Linked DNA regions of Mus musculus: all the other regions are linked to region 1. The links are chromatin contacts, called in public promoter capture Hi-C maps. All regions are on one chromosome and are shown on one strand. Each heading gives the region's core, a stretch centred on a gene start, on an enhancer-like site or on the middle of the called end of the contact. The rest is flanking DNA. Distances are from core to core; before and after follow the strand shown. Region 1 holds the start of Eif4g1 (eukaryotic translation initiation factor 4, gamma 1). Region 2 holds the start of Mrpl40 (mitochondrial ribosomal protein L40). Region 3 holds the start of Etv5 (ets variant 5). Region 4 holds the start of Tra2b (transformer 2 beta).

Evidence for each region. Promoter capture Hi-C pulls out the DNA fragments that hold promoters and counts their contacts. Capture Hi-C pulls out chosen DNA fragments and counts their contacts.
Region 2: a contact with region 1 is called in a promoter capture Hi-C map of liver, with 2.5 times the contacts expected there. The contact joins the promoter of Mrpl40 here to the promoter of Eif4g1 in region 1. A contact is called at or near these places in 3 of 39 promoter capture datasets (neutrophils, pre-B cells and stem cell-derived epiblast-like cells) and 1 of 9 other capture datasets (liver).
Region 3: a contact with region 1 is called in a promoter capture Hi-C map of pre-B cells, with 6 times the contacts expected there. The contact joins the promoter of Etv5 here to the promoter of Eif4g1 in region 1. A contact is called at or near these places in 2 of 39 promoter capture datasets (liver and pre-B cells), 1 of 484 Hi-C or Micro-C datasets (cardiomyocytes) and 1 of 115 datasets of contacts at active chromatin or transcription factors (embryonic stem cells).
Region 4: a contact with region 1 is called in a promoter capture Hi-C map of pre-B cells, with 7 times the contacts expected there. The contact joins the promoter of Tra2b here to the promoter of Eif4g1 in region 1. A contact is called at or near these places in 6 of 39 promoter capture datasets (cranial neural crest, hematopoietic stem and progenitor cells, liver and 2 more) and 1 of 115 datasets of contacts at active chromatin or transcription factors (astrocytes).

The regions. Positions count from the first base shown.
Region 1 is chr16:20,670,256-20,675,174 of GRCm38.p6, reverse strand. Eif4g1 (eukaryotic translation initiation factor 4, gamma 1) reads right to left here and starts at 2,448. Exons shown (of 33, transcript NM_145941.3): 1 at 2,299-2,448; 2 at 1,214-1,307; 3 at 861-947; 4 at 369-389. The coding sequence starts at 1,273.
Region 2 is chr16:18,873,646-18,878,564 of GRCm38.p6, reverse strand. Mrpl40 (mitochondrial ribosomal protein L40) reads left to right here and starts at 1,928. Exons shown (of 4, transcript NM_010922.2): 1 at 1,928-2,094; 2 at 3,158-3,241; 3 at 4,870-4,919. The coding sequence starts at 2,042. It overlaps Hira (histone cell cycle regulator), which reads right to left and starts at 1,815. Exons shown (of 25, transcript NM_010435.2): 1 at 1,046-1,815. The coding sequence starts at 1,082.
Region 3 is chr16:22,436,651-22,441,569 of GRCm38.p6, reverse strand. Etv5 (ets variant 5) reads left to right here and starts at 2,000. Exons shown (of 13, transcript NM_023794.2): 1 at 2,000-2,053.
Region 4 is chr16:22,263,501-22,268,419 of GRCm38.p6, reverse strand. Tra2b (transformer 2 beta) reads left to right here and starts at 2,415. Exons shown (of 9, transcript NM_009186.5): 1 at 2,415-2,679. The coding sequence starts at 2,644.

The DNA of each region.
Region 1 (4,919 bases), core at 1,199-3,698:
GCCTTCTAACCTGGATGAAAACTTTGTGTCCTGTAACTGTCCCTGCCATGCACACTCAGTCACCTCCAGACTACCCCTCCAGAGGCCTCCTAACAGCTAGATAACATCATGCCCTTCTGGACAACAGACTCCCCAGCATGCACGATCCCTTCAAGTACCGAGGCTAACTGCTACATGCAACAGTCTCCCAGTTCTGGGATACTTTGCTTGTCAACAGTTGACTTCTAACATGCAGTATTTGGACTCAAACTCCTAAAGTGCAAACAAGGCACCCACCGTGACCATCCCAATCTGTGTCTAGCTACGGACTAGGGTGGAGGATGGGGTGACACCAAAGAGGTGGCTTGGGATTAGAAAAGGGGTATTACCTGCAGAGACCTGAATCCTCCCTGAGAGCACATGGGGACAGGAAAGACGACAATTATCCCCAAGGTGATGGAGTGGGGTTAGGGGGAGTGAAGTGGGTAGGAAAAAGACCCTTCCACTTGGGGAGAACTTGGAGAACACAAAAAAATAAAACCACAGCTGGAATGTTTATCTCATTACAGTTCAAAGAGAACGGGAGAAGAGGAACAGGGTAATGCCAACCTCCTAGTATAGTAGTAAAGAGCTGGCAGCAGGGCCCACAGGACAGCCTCCAATTTCCAAAGGCTCAAAGACCCCAGTAACACCACTCTCACACTCTACGAACTTCACAGAGGGTCAGCCACCCTAAGTAACTAACAGCACGTAAGAACTCAGAGCAACTGTCAAGGAATGGAGGGGCAAGTATACAGTGTCCATAGTTCCCATACTAGCCCCAAACCAGCAGCTCATTTTCCCAGTTCCCACCCAAGCCTACTCAAGCCACAGTCCCTCACCTGGCGGGGCTGAGAAGGCGTGTTCATTTGTGTCGCTTGAGGCGTGCTAAACACCACCGGTGCAGTCTGCCCCGGGGGAAACGCTGGCTGAAGGGGAGAGACCAGAGTTCAGCAAGAGGGGAAGCCTGGGTGGGGCTTAAACCCAAGCTGGTGAAGTATGGGGAGCAGACCTGTAGTAACAGCCTCAGCAGTCCACATGTTCCCTCCCTGTGACAGCCCCAGGGACAGCCAGGGGCCCTATCTCAATTTGGCAGCAGGCAGCTGCACTTTGCCCTGACACAGATGGGGGTGGGAAAACTGGGAGCTGCGTGACCTCCACCCCGCCGGAGTCCTGATCATTTAGCCTTGATTACCTGTGGGAGTCCAGGGGACCTGGCGGGTGGGGGGCCTGTGGGCTGGGGAGCTTTGTTCATTTCATTTGGTGCCACATTAGGGTCCCCCCAGCACCTGTTGGAAAGAGCAGAGCTCGGAACGAGGAAAGGACCCAAGCTTATGGCAAACGGGCTGGGGGAAAGGTTGTATCAAGAGCTAGGGCCAACACGGATTAAGGGAGGTGCCAAGTGAATGCAGAAACAGAAAACATACAGCCTGAGGACCCCACCAGCACACTGCAACACCCTGACCCCACCCTTGCCTGCTCAAACAGCCCCCTCACTCACCCCCTCGGTTAAGAATAAGTCCACAGTGCGGCCTACAGGTTCTGGGCATCCGAAGGCCTGGGGTTGGGAGGTGAGGGGTATCAACCTGGCTCCACGGGGCCCAAGACCAACCAGACCGGAAATTCCAGGTCTTGCTGGCACCAGGCTCCCGGATCACAAATGAAGCCGGCTGCTCCGGCCGTGATATCCCCACCCCCCACCCGGGGACACCGGGTTCGAAGCCTGCCGCGGGGCACTCGCGCGGGGCCGGAGAGGCCTGAGGCCGCCCGGGAACACAAGCCAGGAAGGGCGCGAGTCCGGCCGCACCAGCAGGGCGGGCGGCGACCGCCGCGAAAGCCGGCTCGGGGCAGGCGAGGGTCGGCCGCCGGGCGGGGCTGGGGGCTCCTCCCTGCCCGCCGCCGCCGCCTCCCAGCTCTGCGCAACGCGGCCAGTGCCAAAGAACAACGTGTCACTTCCCGGCGGCCGCCCGGGCCCCGCAGGGGGAGGGGGTGGCGGGTTTGCGCCGCACAGCCTGCGCCGGGCCGCGGCCCAGGCCGGGCGGAGGTGACTGTCTCGCCGCCACCCCAGCGCCCTCCCCGCCCGGGCCCTGCTCCCCACCCCCACCCGGGCCCGGCCCGGCACACGTGGGCCGGGGATCGGCCTGGCGAGTAGGGCCTGGGCGCAGGCTCGGAGCCGGGGCGCCGGGGCGTCGGCGCAGGGTGGCGGGCCCCGGCCCGGATGGCGGCGGATGCGGGGGGAGGGGTGGGGGGCCGGGTCGGGCCCGGACATGGCGGCTTTACCTTCAGTCTCCTTCAGTCCGCGCGGCCGAGCCCCACGCAGCCGCACAGACGTAGTCCACAACCATTTCCGGCTCCCCGCACAGATCCCGCTCGGCGGCCACCGCTTCTCCGCAGGCGCAGCCAGCGCCCCACGTGACCGGCGCAGAGGGCGGAGCTGCGCTGGCGCCGGGGAAGCACATGGGATTTGCTCCGCCCCATCACGTGACACCCACTGCCCGCCCCCGTGTCCCCTCCCGAACTTTGGAACTCCCAGGCCGACCCCCTCTGAGGCTCTGGCGGTTCTTTAGTTCATTCATACTTTGCGCAAGCATTTATTGAGCGCGTGAGTGCTAAGTGAAGTGCCGGCCTGGAGCTCAGAGTGCGGAATCTAAAAAGCAGTCCTGCCCTAGTAAGTGTAGTGTGCAAATTATGCAGCCTCTGAAAATGCTATAGATTTGATCTTTGATAGACCTATTAACAAAGGAAATTCAATATTGCACCAAAGAAACTGCCGCAATCTAAAGAAGCAATTTTACTTTTGTTTTTTTAAAAAAATCAGTTGCTCCTAGGGAAACGCAAAAGTCAACATGAAAACTTTGGAATAATGGAAAAAGGAATCCCAAAGCTGTACGTGTGCTGACTGGCTAAGGCAGGGAATCAGTTACCATAAGCTTTAAAGTAGGGAAATGTCACCAGGCAGTGGCGAGCCACGCCTTTAATCTCAGCATTCCAGAAAGATAGGCAGGTAGATCTCTGAGTTCAAGGCCAGCCTGATCTACAAAGCAAGCTCCAGGACGGCCAGAGTTACAGAGAGACCACATCTTGAAGATTTCTGAGATGGTTCAATGGTTGGCGCACTGGTTGCTCTTTATTGCCTGCTCTTCAAGAGGATCTGGGTTTACTTCCCATAACCCATAAGGCAGTTCATGTCTGTGTGTAACTCTGATTCGTTAGAATTCTGCCCTCTTTTGCCCTCTAAAGGCACCACATATGCATGTAGTGCACAGACATATGAAAACAAAACATTCATACACGTAAATATTTAAATTTTAAAAATAGGAAAATTTGAACTGGGTGGTGGTAGTCCACACCTTTAATCCTAGTACTCCAGGGGCATAGGCAGGAGAATCTCTGTGAATTAAGGGCTAGACTAGTGTAGAGAGCTAATTCAGGACAGCTAGGGTTACACAGAGAAACCCTGTCTCGAAAAACAAAAAAAATAGCCAGGCTGTGGTGGTGCACGCCTTTAATCCCATCACTTGGGAGGTAGAGGCAGGTGGATTTCTGAGTTTGAGGCTAGCCTGGTCTACAGAGTGAGTTCCAGGAGAGCCAGGGCTACAGAAAAACCCTGTCTGGAAAAACCAAAAAAAAAAAAAAAGAGTTGTACTCTATTGAACTGAGCATTTGAGCATTTAGTTAGGTAGCAGAGCCTTTCCCACTGGCCTTTCTCCCTCTCACATGCTACCTCCTAGCATGCATTATATCACAGAATTGGTGACCTAAGTGAGGGGGGCAATAATGTAAACTTCATCACTGTGCTACCAAGAAAGCAAGGCTACAGGGTGGGCAAATGCGGGCACAAGGATCCTCTAGATGGCCTGAGTCCTCAGTGGTCATGTGCTTTCCCAGCATTTGGGAGACCTTGGGTTCAATATGCAGTAACAGAAAACAACCAGTCCAAAAAAAAAAAAAAAATCACCATAATCAGTAGCTGGAGAGACAGCTCAGGTAAAAATTGAGCATGTGCCAGGTAGTGGTGGCACATGCCTTTAATCCCAGCACTTGGGAGACAGAGGCAGGCGGATTTCTGAGTTCTGCAGAGTGAGTTCCAGGACAGCCAGGGCTACACAGAGAAACCCTGTCTCGAAAAACCAAAAAAAAAAAAAAAAAAAAAAAAAAATTCAAGCATGTGATGGTACACATCTTTAGTTCCAGCACTTGGGAAGCAGAGGCAGACTCTTAAGAGTTCAAAGAAAGCCTGGTCTACAAACACAAATTGAGAGTTCCAGGACAGCCAGGGTTATACAGAGAAACCCTGTCTCGAAAAACCAAAAAAAAAAAAAAACCACTAAATCTGAATCTGCTCCCCAAGACCCACATTAAAAGCTGGCCAGGGGGGCTGGAGAGATGGCTCAGGGGTTAAGAGCACTGACTGCTCTTCCAGAGGTCCTGAGTTCAATTCCCAGCAACCACATGGTGCTTATAACCATCCGTAATGTGATCTGATGCCCTCTTCTGGTGTGTCTATCAACAACTACAGTACACTTATAAGTAAAATAAATCTTTAAAAACAAAACAAATAAATGCTGACCAGGACTTGTAATTCCAGCACCAAGAAAGTTGAGAGAAGGCAAGATGCCCAGGGATTTGCAAACCAGCCAATCTACCTGAATCACGTGCGCTGCATATTTATGAAAGATTTCTCTAAAAAAGGAAGGTTGACAGCTCCCCAGGAAAACACTAATTGACCTTTAGCCTCTCATGCACACATATACAACTCCCCAATATAAATATCTGTGGATACACACACACACACACACACAGGGGATGAGGGCATTAGGAAACTAAATTATCACTCTAAAGATCTGAGCAACAGTTTTGAAGAAATAAAACAAAATATACACTTGTGGAATGAACCAAGG
Region 2 (4,919 bases), core at 679-3,178, 1.8 Mb after region 1:
CCCCCTCCAAAAAAAAAAAAAAAAAAAAAAAAAAAGTTCGGCTGTGAATAAAAAGCACCCAGGACCAATTTTTTTTTAAATTTGGCCACGTGGATTTTTAAAAAGAGAAAAATGCATCTACTTGCCTTCTTTTACGCGGGCGCGCGCACACACACACAAAAACACACACACAACTGTAGCTCCCTCTAGATGCAATACAAAGTAGAAAGGAGGAAAGACCCTTCCTCTTTCAGCAGAGCTTGGCTGCTTCCTCGTGCTTCCTTCGGGTCCTTCCAGAGACTCAAGTACTAGCTGGGGGGAAAGGCTCTAGCTCTTCCTCACTCGCTCGGCAGAGAGCAAACAACCTCCTGCAGTAGTTCTCGACAAAACTGGATGCCACCGGCTGCTTTCTCCACCAGGGTGTAGGAATCTGCTATTTGAAGTCACTATCACGGATCCAAAGTCGCTTGTCTCCTGTGCACCACTGGCCCCAATCTTAGTCATCTGAAGCCCCAATCCTTACATTAAACGTGGTTCTTTCGTGGTCCTCCGTAGGACCTGAGCCCAGGCCCTTCCCATTCCAGGATCGCAATAGCCCGAGTGGGGGCACTGTCACAAACTCCAGGCCTCAGAAAGGGCAATACAGCCAGTAAGTATCTCATGCAGATTCACCGAGCCGCTGAAAGGCCACAAGGGGGATGTCGCCCCAGTTTCATACTCACAACCATCTGAGCACATACTGGATGGTGAAGCCGGATGGCAGCACCAGGTCGGTACCCAAGCCGGCTCACCAGAGCCAGGCATCCCAGATTAAGGGTGGGCGGCGCAGGACACAGCGCCATTGCCTGAGGCAAAGGCGGACTTCGCTGCAACCAGCCCGAAGCACGTGCCCGGGCTCGCCGGTGTCCCAGAGCCGGGGACAAAGTCTGCTCCTGCCCGTTCTGCAGCTCCAGCACCCGGCACCAGCGTCTGGACAAGGTGGGCAGGACTTGAGCACCGCCGCAAGCCAATCCCAGACCCCACCCCGATGCAGGTTCGGCCGCCCACGACTCCTGCGTGCACTCACCATTGTGGTTGACCCAGGTTGGCTTCAAGAGCTTCATTGTTCGGCCGCTGCCGGGCTGAAGCCAGAGCCGTGTCCCTCAGCACGCCTGGGCCATGGAGCTGCCGCAGCTTCCTCCCGCGCCGCCCGCCCTCCGGCCGCCGCCCACCCTTGCCCTCAGCGCCGCCGCGCCATCGCCGGCCCGTGCCCCCAGCCGCCGCCACAGCCGCCTCCTGCGCTCGGCCGCCGCCGCCGCCGCCACAGCCGCATCCCCTGCGCCGCTCCTCCTCCGGCGGCTCCCGGGCAACGCCGGAAGTCACGGCGCGCACCTGCCAAATCGCCCCGGCGGGAAACCGCTCCCTACGCGGACCGGGCCGCCTCGGTTCTTCGGTAGACAGGGGGGGGAGGACGGGGATACTCCGCTGCCACTGATGTGGTCGCCGATGAGGGTCGGTGTGAGCAGGCTGGCAAAGCCTTGAGATCCCGCCCGGCGATGCAGAACCAGGGTGGTGTGCAGATCTCTAGTTCTACCTCCGCGGCTCCGAGTCCAGCTTAGTAACTAGCTTCCGCCATCCATCAATTCGCGCTATTGGGCATCTCGCGAGCGCCAGCCGGGCGGGCGCCAGCATGCATCTAGCGGCAGACGGCAGCGGGCCCTGAGCTCGATTGCATGCATAAAAGAACTAGGCTGGTGAAGGATAGGGGGCCAGACGGGCGCATTTATTAGAAGAGCGGGGCGTTTTCATAGATGTAAACACATAGGCCAGGCGGAGCAGAGAGCAGGAAAACACCGCAGCATCCACAGAAGGCGGGACGCCCGCAAAAGGGCGCGGCGAAGCCACCGTTGCTTGCCCGGGGCGGGGCTGCGTCGGGGGCGGGGCCAGCTGCGGGCCCGCCTCTCGGAATCCCAGACCCGCGAGTTCCGGGCCGAGGCCTGCCAGACCCGACCGGGTACCTCAGGTCGGACCGCCCAGGGGCGTGCTCCCGGAAGCTGCCCGCCAGCGGGTGGCGTGAAAAACTATGGCTACCGGGGTGATGCTGTGTGCTGCGCGGGCTCTGCGGCCTCGGAGCTGGTGAGTGTAGCCGCGGGTGGCAGAATACCCAGGGCGCGTGCGCGGGCTTTGCCCCGTAGCTGCTCGCTAGTGCTCGCAGATTATTTCTGGGCATGAGCCTACCGCATCTGTTGCGGATGAAAATCCGAACTGGAAGTGTACTCACTTAACAGGCTATTTGCCTAACAAGTGTGAAGCCTAAGTCGTGCTTAAGTGGTGGCCTACTCCTGCAACCCCAGCACTATGGAGGTGGAGGCTAGGTCAGAAAGTCAAGGTCGTAACAGCTGCATACAAACCTGGCTATATTACACCCCATTTTTAAAAAGAAGAAAAAGACGCCGGGCGTGGTGGAGCACGCCTTTAAACCCAGCACTTGGGAGGCAAAGGCAGGCGGATTTCTGAGTTCGAGGTCAGCCCAGTCTACAAAGGGAGTTCCAGGACAGCCAGGGCTTTACAGAGAAACTCTGTCTCAAAAAAACCCAAAAAAAAAAAAAAAAAAAAAAAAAGGAAGAAGAGCAATGTGTTTTTAAAAATCCAAGGATATGTTTTATAGAAGGGACGTATAGTACAGTGGGAGGGGGTACTTTACTCAGTGGTCCACACTGAAGCATCCCTCCTTCCTTCCTCGAGGTACCAGTCATATACTAGACAGGTCTAGTATAGAATAGAGTTTATTTGTGGGTATGGGAAGGGGAATTGAGAAGAGAGTAGAGGCAGAGAAAGAGAGGGGACAGAGAAGGGGAGAGAGAGAGAGACAGAAAGAAACAGAGAGACGGAAGAAGAAGGAGAAGAAGAAGAAGATCCTGCCAGAGCAAGTAAAGGCTCTGCCCCAGTGAGAAACAGAGTTCTGTAAATTCCTCACTTTGACCTTGCTGGCCTAATACAAATGAACTAGACATGGTGGAGCAGCTGAGGCAAGAAAATTGTCTCAAGTTGCAAGATAGCCCGAATTAGGGAGACTTTTGTCTGAAAAAAATACAAAATAGATACTTACAAACATCCTCCGGGTTTTAGGAAGACCTATAGTTATGTGTATGTGCCTTCTCTTTCCCCAGATCTTTATACATACCCTTCTCTCCTTCAGGATCCCTGGAACCTGCCAGGCACACGTCAGACACACCCACCAGAGAGCTTCCTTACTGGCCTTCTGGGATCTCATCCCCATGAGGTAAAATCCAGCATAACCCTTAGCTCTTGGGGTATGAGAAACACGTGTATGCATATGACCAAAACAAAGCAAGAGTGCCCAACCTTGGGTTAGCAAGCAGATTTCAGTCTGTGGAACTAATAGTTAAATTTAAGTGGATGCCTCTGTCCTTTGAAGGAGCTCTGTACTATGATAGCATAGCATATATGTATTGCTACTTGAGTAGTTTAAATAAGTAGCAGCTAGATTTAAGGAGTCTTATGTGTTTCAAAGGGCATATCTTAACTTCTGTATTTCCATAGGCCTTGCTCTTCCCTGCTCATTCTGATTCACTGAGTGGGAGAAAGGTTCAAAGACTAATAATAGTTACTCTAGGAACTTTGGATGCTTTCTTGGGGCTTTATTTAGTTTATTGCTAAAAGGTTTGCTTTAAGGGTTTTTTTTTTTTAATGTTTATGTTCCTGACATATGTATACACATGTGTTTGGGGTGCCCAAAGCCAGTCAGGGGTTATAGCTCTCCTAGTTACAAACAGTTGTGAGCCCCTGATGTGGGTTCTGGGAACCAAACTCCAGTGTTTAAGATCTGCAAGCACTCCTTGTAACTCCTAAGTCATCTCTCCAGCTTCAAATTTGATTATTCCTAATGCCACATTTAGCCTGGGAAGTGTGTTCCTAAAAGTAAATCAGATACTTGCCAAAGCTTTAGGACATGGCTAATTTTGTAATGTGTTATGTCTACATGCATGGTGCCCACAAAGGCCAGAAGAGGGTCCCAGATCCCTTGGAACCAGAATCAATGATGGTTGTAAGCTGCCATGTGAGTGCTGGGAACAAAACCTAGATCCTCGGCAAGAGCAGCAAGTGTTCTTAACCACGGAGCCCTCTCAACACCCCAGAAACTGATTTAAAAAAAAAAAAATCTGGCAGTCATTTTTACTGTCCTGTCTCTTTTAGTCTTGAAGCATTTTGTAAATCACAAATTCATTTCAAATGTGAATGAGCTTTTACTCCCTTAGTTCAGCACGTTCACTTCTCAGGGCAGCTTTAAGATACACCTGAATCACAGACTGGCACTTCCAAGCTAAGAATGTAGCTTGGTTTATTGGATCCTTGCCTAGCATGCACAAAGCCTTAAGTTAATCCCCAGCACCAGAATACTGGGAGTAGTAGAAAATAACTAGGCTGGAAGTCTGGAGGTAGAGACAGTAGGATCAGAGTTCAAGGACATCCTTGACAACATAGCCAGTTAAAGGCAAGCTAGGACTGTGTAAGAATAAAAGTTAAAAAAAAAAAAAAAGTTGGGCAGTGGTTGCACACCCCTTTAATATCAACACTTGGGAGGCAGAGACAGTTTGACAAGGCCAGCCTGGTCTACAGAGTGAGTTCAGGACAGCCAGGGCTACAGAGAAACCCTGTCTCAGAACCACCCACCCCACCCCACCAACAAAAAGAAAGAATCAACAGTTCCTCTTAGTAGATCCCTGTCCTTCCTGGAATTGATAGGACCCATACCGTCCTCGGGAAGACAGTGGACTAAGCTCGTGGAGTTAGGGCTGCGGACAGCTTTCTTGTTAGCATATAGCACAAGTATGAGATACTTTATTTAGCATCCTATCCGTCCTGAGGTTGAGTGCTTGTACCCACTAGAGCAGAACCTCTGCGGAAGAAGAAGAAGGTAGACCCCAGAAAGGATCAAG
Region 3 (4,919 bases), core at 751-3,250, 1.8 Mb before region 1:
TACTTTCCCTCATTCCAGTTAGCCCCTGTTTATTGCTACACACTTTCAAATTTCTCTTCTCAAGGAGGAATGGAGAGCTTCGGTCTGAGGCAAAGGTCACAACAGCCACACTCCAGGCGTGGAGTGTAAGGAATGTGAAGGAACCACTGTGAAGAGGCCTGCACTGGAGCTGATACAGCAAGCCACAGAACTTTTAGAGGACTGGGATCTGAGACAATTAAGCAAAGGGGAGTAGGAAATTCTTGAAGAAATTTCAACCAGGCAGGAGGTTGGCCTGGGATGAGAACAGGGAGGGATGGCGGTGATGGGACCAAGCCGGTGAGAGAGGATCTGGAACTAGTGTGGGCCTTGCTGAATTGAAAGCCTTCAGGACGTCAGAAACAAGCTGGGAACACGGGTACAAGAGGACAAACTCTATAGCCACCAACTAGAATAGGAGCTAAGGGAAGCACTGTGCTCAGGCAGGAAATTAAATATCAAGGAACTGCTCGTTAAAAGTTCAAAGCACCTGCCCACACTTCAACTGGTGCCCTTCCCAGTCTCCGGCAAAACCGATAACTCAGCCCACTGAACCTGGGTGCAGGTCTCATCCCAGCATTCAAACTGGTCAAGGACTGTAATCAACACACCAAGTACCAGCTCTGATCCACAAGCTTAGGGGGGAAAGGCCGCGGACTAGAAATCCACACCACGTGTTTCACTGTGGGGCACTGGGCACCCTTAGGGTAACAACTTGGGACCCGCTTTGCTGAGGCTCAACTCTCCAAACGCTGACACCTTGCTGCCCGGTTAGTAGAGAACAGAACTCGTTCACAAGCACCCTAGCGTCCTTGGGAAAAGAAGAGAACGGCCATTGTCGGTGGCAGGAGCAGGACGAGGAGTTGGAAGGGGCAGAGGATTGTTTTATTTGTTTCCTGGAACACCCTGTTAAGAATCTCAACAACTGCAGTCAATGCCCGATCCTTTGGCAAGCAACACTGCTTCTCCCGGTTCCCAGCTGCACGGGATCTAATTCGCAAACACACCATCTTGCATTCAACACTTAAATGGAAAACAAGCAGCCCGGGAGAGAAGCAAGCGGTCTAACTGCACGCACGTTTCAAAGGGATTTGTGCTTCCAAGGCCCTCTACCGGCCCGGTGCGATCCACGAACCGGGTTTCTGGCTGTAGCCTCTTGCCTGTAGAGCTCAGAGGCAATTATTAGCCCGAGAAGACGCGATCGGGTCGGGCCTTAGGCTTTGGCAACATGGGTACATCACTAAGATCTGGAAAAGCTCAGGTTTTTAAAGGAAGGTAACTACTTTTTTTTCCCACTGGAAACCTGGTTTAAAAAAAAAATTAAGGCTTCTCTTCAAGGTAGCTAAGATTAGAGGGCTCGGTTTCCGTTTTTTGTGTTTCTATGGGCCGAACGCCCAGGCAGGGTCAGCGAGTTTCTGTGTGTGGAATGACGAATTCCTCTCGCCTGAGTTCTAAAATGATAACTTAGCTCGCTGCTGCAGCTGCGAACGCCTGGCGCCAAGCGGCCCCGCGCGGGGGTGGCGGGAGGAGCGGTGCAGGCCGAGGCCAGGGGGAACTTCGCGAGTGGCCCCTTTAAGAGCTTCACTGACTCAGCTAAGCTTCCCCCTCAGGTCGCGTTTTTTATGAATGAAAAACGTCCTTACATTCATTATATAAACAAGCCGGTGCTGATTGGTCAATGGCGCCCAGCGCATAAATTATGTAAAACAGACCTCTGAGGGCGTTGAGGGAGGCCGACCGTTAGCCAATGGGCGCCGCAGATGATGGGGCGGCCCAGCTGGATTTGCCTGAAGACAGGGTAAACAAGAGGTGATGGGCAGCCGCGGGGATGGCCGCCGACCAATGGGGACGTGTGTGCTCTGGGCTGCGGGCCAATGGCGGCGGGCGGAGCCGGCGGGGGCCGGGCCAGTGCTGCAGCGGGTTGCAGGGCGGCGCAGAGTCCGGAGGCCGGCGCGCAGAGCGGTCTTCATCCCCGATCGCTGCGGCCCAGCCCGCCACGGAGGCGCGCAGGCGGGCGCGCGGAGTGGCCGCTCAGGTGCGGACTGGTTCTGGGTCCTCAGTTGGGCGTGCTTGGGGTGACTCCCGGAGCTAGCCGCCCCCTCCCCCCGAGGCCCGGTTCGGTTCGGTTCCTGGGAGGCTTCGGGCGGGGGCGGCTAGCGGTTCCGGAGCGAGCGGAGAACGGGTTTCCGCACGCCGCGGAGGAGGCACCCGGGGTGCTGGAGCGGGTGCAGGGAGCGGGGTGCCCGGCTCAGGCTACAGAAGCGGGGTGCAAGAACGGGGTGCGGGGCGCGAAGTTGTGGGCCCCCGAGGGCCCTGGGAGGCTCGCGAGAAGAAACGCTCCGCGACTCTTAATATGGGGGGTGGGGGGAGGCGAGCAGCAGTTTCAGGGGTTCTGCTTCAGAACCCCGAGAGTTAAATGACACCGACATGTGCAGCCTGAGGGTGCAGGATCTGCCCGAACTTCTGCAGGCCTGGCAAGTTGGAGACTGGGCAGCGGGCCCGCAGCCCCCCACTCCCTCCTCTTAGGGCTGAGGGTATTGGGGCCGCCTGAGCCACGGCCTGGGGGAAGAGAGAACCGGTTCCGAGGCTGCCGAGAGTGTGCTGGAACCTCGTGAATGATTCGGGGTCTCCCCCGCAAAGGGGGTACTGATTAAGTAGGGGGTGATGAGGGGAGGCGGCATGTGTGATCAGGAGCAAATGAGGCTGCTGGTATCGGCCAGCGCTGCACCTCGTTTTCTGAATGTGGGTGACTTTATGAATGAAGCAGGTTTCTTTCTTGGGCTCTGAGCTCTGAGGCTTTTTTTTTTTTCTCCCTTTTTTTTTTTTTTTTTTGTGAATGAAGCATTGAGCTTTCTTCCTAAAACGCTGGGGTGAGGGGCCTGCGTCGGAGGCTAAGCGTGCGTTGGGAGTGGGGGCGGGGGCGCAGCTGAAGGAGTTTTCATGAATGGGAAGGCTGGGAATTGGGTGGAAGTGTGTCTTGTTTTGTGAATGGGGCCGGGCGCGAGGGATCCAGTTACAGCCTCTACCTGCGGTGGCGGCCGCGGCTCCATCTCCCATTCATAAAACCAGGCTCGCTGCGCGCCACGGGGAGGGGCCTCGATCCGGTCGCTGCGCCCAGTTAAAGTTTTCCTGGGGGCACCCTGGATTTGGGGGCTGGGGGGGGGGAGCGACTACGACGACACAAAGGAAGTGGTTTAAACTCCAGGATGAACCGAAGCCTTCCCTGCAGGCTTTTAAAAGATACTTTGAACACGACGTTTCCAGCTCTTGAACTCGAAGGGCTGCTTAGAAGATCCTTGCTGCTGCTTTTGGAATCTCTTAGGGAAGTTTCTTTTTACCGATTTTTTTCAAAGGATATTTTTTTGCGCATCATGAGCTTCTAAAAATATTTTATCCTCTGGTTTTCCTACACGTTGTTCTCTTAACCCACAACAGACATTTAAGAATTTCTGAGGCCACAACTTAGTCAAAATTTTTAAAAATACAGCACAGAATTCTTTCTTCTCCACAGTCTACTAAAGATTCTCAGATTTGGGTCCTGGTTGGTGACATTCAAGAGAGGCCTCATTCTGAACGATGTTTGCACTGTGTGGAAGGAAGGCAAGCTGGCAGAAGTGTTTTTCTAGGAAGTTGCGAACTCTCTTTCCTTTGACTTTGAAAATATCTGATTACTTGGGCCAAGTGCTGGCTGTGAAGGGTTTTCTTGTATCCTGCTCACTTATGAAAATTTGATATGGTGCTCACAGCGTGAAAAACAAGTCAGATGGAAATGGTTACTGTGAAAAGTGTTCCCTAGTTTGTGTACAACTTAAAAGAAAATGCTAGTTAGGCCTGTCTGTTATTCAGACCTGAGGTGAATAAATACTTGTTATGCCCCCATTATTTTGACCTGAGTTTTTATTTGGAAAATTAAGTGTTTAGGAAGGTAACACCTAAACTTGCTAGCTAATTCCTCCCACGCTAGAAAAGTGTCTCCCCTCTTGATTTAGTTCCAAGCCCAGCTCTTACCAGTGGTTGACTGATTTTGTTGAAGATTTGAGGTCATTGTAGAACAGGGAGTTTTCTTTTCATGGATATTTTTGCATTGAAAGATTTCAATGACGGTGTTTTGTTTTTCTGTTTCTTTTCCTTTTTTTTTGGCCTTTTGGTAGAAATGTTTAAATATGTGCAGTGGAACTGAATTTCCTTTATCTCTCATTTTTATAGATGTTTTATTTTAGAAATTGAGTAGATGGCAGCTAATCTTTGTAGGTTGCCATGGAGATGCTGTGTCATTTCAGGTATACACACCTGTTTGGACAGACGGTTTGGGTTTAAATAAAGAATTGTGTGTGTGTGTGTGAAGAAAGTATACTTTTGATCAGTTTGTTCCTGGAACTGTACTTAGTATTTTTACCATATACCTACAAAATGCATTTGAGACACACCATGCATTTGGAACATGGAACACCCAATTTCTCTAGTTCCTATCATAAAGTGGCAAATCTTAATTAAAAACTTATCTTAAAAAATAAAACAAAGCCGGGCGTGGTGCTGCACGCCTTTTATCCCAGCACTCGGGAGGCAGAGGCAGGCGATTTCTGAGTTCGAGGCCAGCCTGGTCTACAGAGTGAGTTCCAGGACAGCCAGAGCTACACAGAGAAACCCTGTCTCAAACAAAAGAAAACAAAAACAAAACAAAAACTCTGCAACAAATGTCCTAGAAGGTCATTTTTCAGTGCAAGTAAGGGAGGGTTTGATTTTTTTTTTGGTTGGTTTTGGCTTTTGTGGTAGACAGGCAGGCAATACTAAAGTGTGTGTGTGTGTGTGTGTGTGTGTGTGTGTGTGTGTGTGTGTGTGTGTGAGAGAGAGAGAGAGAGAGAGAGAGAGAGAGAGAGAGAGAGGGAGGGAGGGGGGGGTAA
Region 4 (4,919 bases), core at 1,166-3,665, 1.6 Mb before region 1:
GAGTTCAAGTCCCAGCAACCACATGGTGGCTCACAGCCATCTGTAATGGGATCTGATTCATGTGTGCACTCTTTTGAACACACACACAACCTGAAAGAACAAATGTAAAACAATACCAACACCCCCATCAAATTTCCATGAAGAAAATTTGAAAAAATTTGGCAACTGTGAACAGTGAGGAACATTTCCATGACATTACCTCCAGGAAACTATTCTTCCACATCCACCTACCCACCCTGTGACAGGGTTTCTCTGTGTAGCCCTGAGCTGTCCTTGAACTCACTCTGTAGATCAGGCTGGCATTCAACTCAGAAACTGGCTTGCCCCTGCCTCCCAAATGGTGGGATTAAAGACGTGCACCACCACCTCTGGCTCTAATTTTGGACTCTTGATTCTCCTGCCCCTATTCCTCAAGTGCTGGGATTATAGGTGTGCCACCACACCCAACTCTAATGGGAAAACCATAGTAATAAGTGATCCAGAATATCTGCAGCTTAAAAATGCAAGGGTATAGCCGGGTGTGGTGGCGCACACCTTTAGTCCCAGCACTCAGGAGGCAGAGGCAGGCGGATTTCTGAGTTCGAGGCCAGCCTGGTCTACAAAGTGAGTTCTAGGACAGCCAGGGCTATACAGAGAAACCCTGTCTTGACAGCCCCCCCCCCCAAAAAAAAGCAAGGGTATGTAACTGAGGGACGGAGGTCACAGTACAGTTGTGGTGTGCTTGCCTGGAATGGTAAATCTGTGGGTTCGATCCATAGTACAGGAAGAAGAAAACTTAGACAGTAAATATTAGGGAGCTGATGTTGGCTAGTGCTGTTGGAACTAGTAGCTGGCACTAGTAATGTTGGCCAGATGTGGAGCTGCTGCCCAGGGCTGTCTGGTCTTGTTGAGGCTTGACACCATCTGGTGGACATGAGCTCACGTTGAAATGATGACGTGGTTGGTGACTGTGTAAAGCTGGGCTGGCCAGATTAACTACAGTTCTTTCATTAATTAGCTTTTGTTTTATTCATTGAAACTGCGAGTGTTGGATCATCCTGTAGCTCAGAATATTCACGGAAGCTATGTGACTGTCGCTGGGCAGTAGTGCATGCCTTTAATCTCAGCACTTGGGAGGCAGAGGCAGGTTGATTTCTGAGTTCAAGGTCAGCCTGGTCTACAGAGTGAGTTCCAGGACAGCCAGGGCTACACAGAGAAATCCTATCTCGAAAAACCAAAAAAAAAAAAAAAAAAAAAAAAACCAAACCAAACCAAACAAGAAGACTGTCAAAATGGTATTCATCTCAAGAACTCATTTGGCATGGTTTTCTATAGATATCTTCAGTGTTCTTTCATGCTATCCTTAGAGGCTAGAGGGCAGGCGGCTTCTCCCAAACAGAAATCCATTACTACAGGCCCGTTTCTCTTGAATTATTTTCTGTTTTGTGTCACTTTTTGAAGGGGGCCCGCTCATGTAGCCCAGGTTGGCCTTAAACAGCTAACTGTCCTTGGGCTCACCTCTCATGCTGCGATTACAAGGATTACAAGTGTGCACCACCCTGCCTGGCTTTCCTTTCTCCATTTCTTTCTTTCCTTTCCATTTCCCCAGGTGGGAGTCAGGGTGGGGAATGAGACCAGGTTTCTCTGTGTAATCCTGACTGTCCTGGAACTCGCTTTGTATATTCGGCTTACCTGGAACTCACAGAGATCCGCCTTAAAGGCGTGTATTACCACACCAGGCCATAGGATTGATAGTTCATAACTATAATCCCAGGATTTGGGAGGCTGACCCAGAAGGGTTAATACATTCCTAACATCAGCCTAGGCTATATAACATACACGGTGGGTTCAAGGTCAACCCAGGCAACACAATGAGGCTTTGTCTCAAACCTCAATTTGTTTGTTTGCTTTGAGCTAGGGTTTCTCCGTGTAGACCAAGCTGTCCCCAAACTCAGGGATCTGCTTGTCTCTGCCTCTTTAGTGCTGGGATTAAAGGCATGCACCATTAATGCCCGGTTTAAATTGCGAGAGTTTTAAATGGAGGTTTTATTTAGGAAGGAAAGCTCTAGAATTAAGTCTAAATAAACGGGAGGTGAGAATCCAGTGTGTGGCTGTGTTCTCTCCTAGATCATGAGAGAACAAAAGGAGAGGAAACTAGTGAGACAGAACAAAGGCATGGAGGAATGTACAACCATCTCTTCTCTTCTTCCACCCAGGACGGTTCTCTAGAAGGTTCCAGAAACGAGTGTGGCAAGGCTACGGACATCACGGTGTCCCGAGGAGACCACAACAGACGCCCAAAGGCAGGCGCACACTTTCCCGCCACGCTGTGGCCGGGTACTAGGGGAGGGGAGGGGCAGGGCGGTAAGGTAGACGTCACGTCCGGTTTGGGAAGCGCCCCTGCAGGAGAAAGCGGTTGGAAGGCGCGTCGAAGTGGGAGGGGCCAGGAAAGCGCGCCTTCGGGGGAGTGGGTGGGACCAGGTTAAAGAGCGTGGCGTCACATCCGGCAGTGTTAGACCGGTGCGGAGGTGGTGCGGAGCGTGTCGGCTTCGAGCTCCTCGCAAAAGTGTGGCGTCGCGCTAGGCTGCGGCGGAGCCTCTGTAAGGAAGGCGGGAGCTTGACAGCTTCAGGAAAGGCCCGTAGCGGTGACAGCGACCCGGAGTCATGAGCGACAGCGGCGAGCAGAACTACGGCGAGCGGGTAAGCGCGGAGTTGCGCGGGCGGCCGCGGTCCCCACCCTGCTACTTCTTCTAGGCCTCTCGGCCCGGTGCAGCCGGGTGTCGGGAGCCTGACGTGCGGAGGGAGCCGGGGCGCCGGAGGGCCTGGTGGCCGGCGCTTCTCGTCGGAGGGAGGCCGCGGGCGGGCTGTGTGCCTCGCACCCGCCACGACCGTTTTTTTTTTTTTTCCTTTCCCCCCGTTACGGGGCGGGGGGAGGCTAAAGATGGCCGCGGCGTCCGTCGGCGTTGGGGGATGGGAACGGTATCTTCTTTCGCCGTTGCTCTCCTGCGAAGCCGCGCCGCAGCCATCTTGGGCTCGCGGGCCGGGCGCGCTGCCAGAGGCACAAAATGGCGGAGCCGCCGCTCCCTGCAGCCAGGCTTTGCCGCCTCGCCACCCGGGGTCCAAGGGTGAAGCGGAGAAAAGCCACGTGTGGCCGGGAGCCTATGGGGACTGACTGATGCTTTTCGGTTGATGGAGGGCCTCCTGGTCCCGGTAAGGGACAGCTAGCTGTAGGGGGCTCTTGGAGCATCTGGAGACGGAAACGGCTGAGGGGGATTGGGGGCCCCGTTAGTTGGAGGGCTTTGTGCTACAGCGTTTCTCCCATTGTTGAGAGCTTACTGGAATAGAACGCAAGGTCGTTAGGCGTTGTTGTATAGAGCCTCCCTACCCCTGGGGGGACTTGGGAAGGAGAAACCATTGGCGACAATTGATGGCGCTATTAAACTCTGAAGTCGACGGGATTTTATTTTTAAGCTTCCACCTCCCAGAGGGTGAAAATCGGTAGAGGTTGATTAGATTGTATACAATGGGCCTGGACTAGACCCAGCCCCAAAGCTGAACAAATGAGGCGCATGTGGCGTGGCTGTAGAGTTTAGATTAAAAACTGTCACGTGAAGATGCGGAAGTCCAGGGCTCAGTGAACAGGTAATTGCAGTTTGGAAACGGCTTACAAGCATCATAAGAATGGCTGTTTTGCCCTTCCTGTACTAACGTTTTTATTTTCGCAAAAAGTTCACAGGAACACTTAACCACTAGTTCACAGTTTATTTTTTTGGTTAGTAAACTCTAAAAGGCCTTTGACGGTTTGGTAGAGAGCATTCTTGGACTTCCATGGTGAACTTGAACCCAAAAAGAGTAATTTGAACGGATGTAATCTTTTATATACGGAGATGAGTCCCTAAGACAATTTAAAGTTCAGTGTCAACCAGTGCGTGCCTTTTACCTAAGGAAAGAAAGCGATGGGGGAGTGGGACAGAATGTTGTTTTTCTGATAATGGAGAATGGGACCTAGTCTCAGTGATGGGCAAGCCCCTACTACTAAACTACATCCCAACTTGTAAGTTCGTATTGTTTGAGCTCCTAATTTCACCCACATGTACCTTACGATGTTGAGCCTGCCTTCCGAAGTTGAAGTTAGTCTGTTTAGAATTAAAAGCAAATAGTTTTTTGTTGTTGCTTTGGGACTAAATAGGTATGCATCATCATACCTGTGGAAATTTTTCCTAGTATTAGCTGTGGGTCACATTACTCAAGGGAGAAAAAAAGCAATTGAATGAAAGTGGGTACCATTTTGAAAGAGCTGAGAAATTGTTACTCCTGTTAGAGGTTTGGTTTTTTTGTTTTTAGTAAGATGCACCTTCTGGTGATTTTCAATATTTGAGGTAGAGTTACTCTATGTCCCTGTCTTGGAACTTAGCTCTGTAGACCAGGCTAGTCTCAACCCCAGGCGTTTGCCTGCCTCTGCCTCCCTAATGCTGTGGTTTAAGGTGTGAATCAACACATCCTGCTGACCTGACTACTTAATTGGAAATAATTGGGGGGAAAAAGTACTAAAAATCGACTTTCTGATTTATTTCTAAACTTGAAAGTTGTGTAATACTTAAACTCAAATTTTTTGTTTTTAGAGACTTTGTTGTAGCTCTGCCTGTATTGTATTTACCTCAAATATTGAGGTAAACTCAAATTATGTATACCAGGCTGGCTGGCTTCAAACTCATGAGATTCTCCTGCCTCTGGTTTCTGAGTACTGAGGTTAAAAACTCCTGGAGGTGTGTGCACGATCCCCTTTTTGGGCCATGTGTACAATTTTGAGCTACCTGATGTGGTGGGTAGTGGGGCACAAACCCTGCTCTTCCTAAAGTCAGTAAGTACTCTTAACTGCTGGGCCAATTCTCCAGCCCTGTTTTTAATTTAATTTTTTGCTTTTCAATTGAAATCTTGGG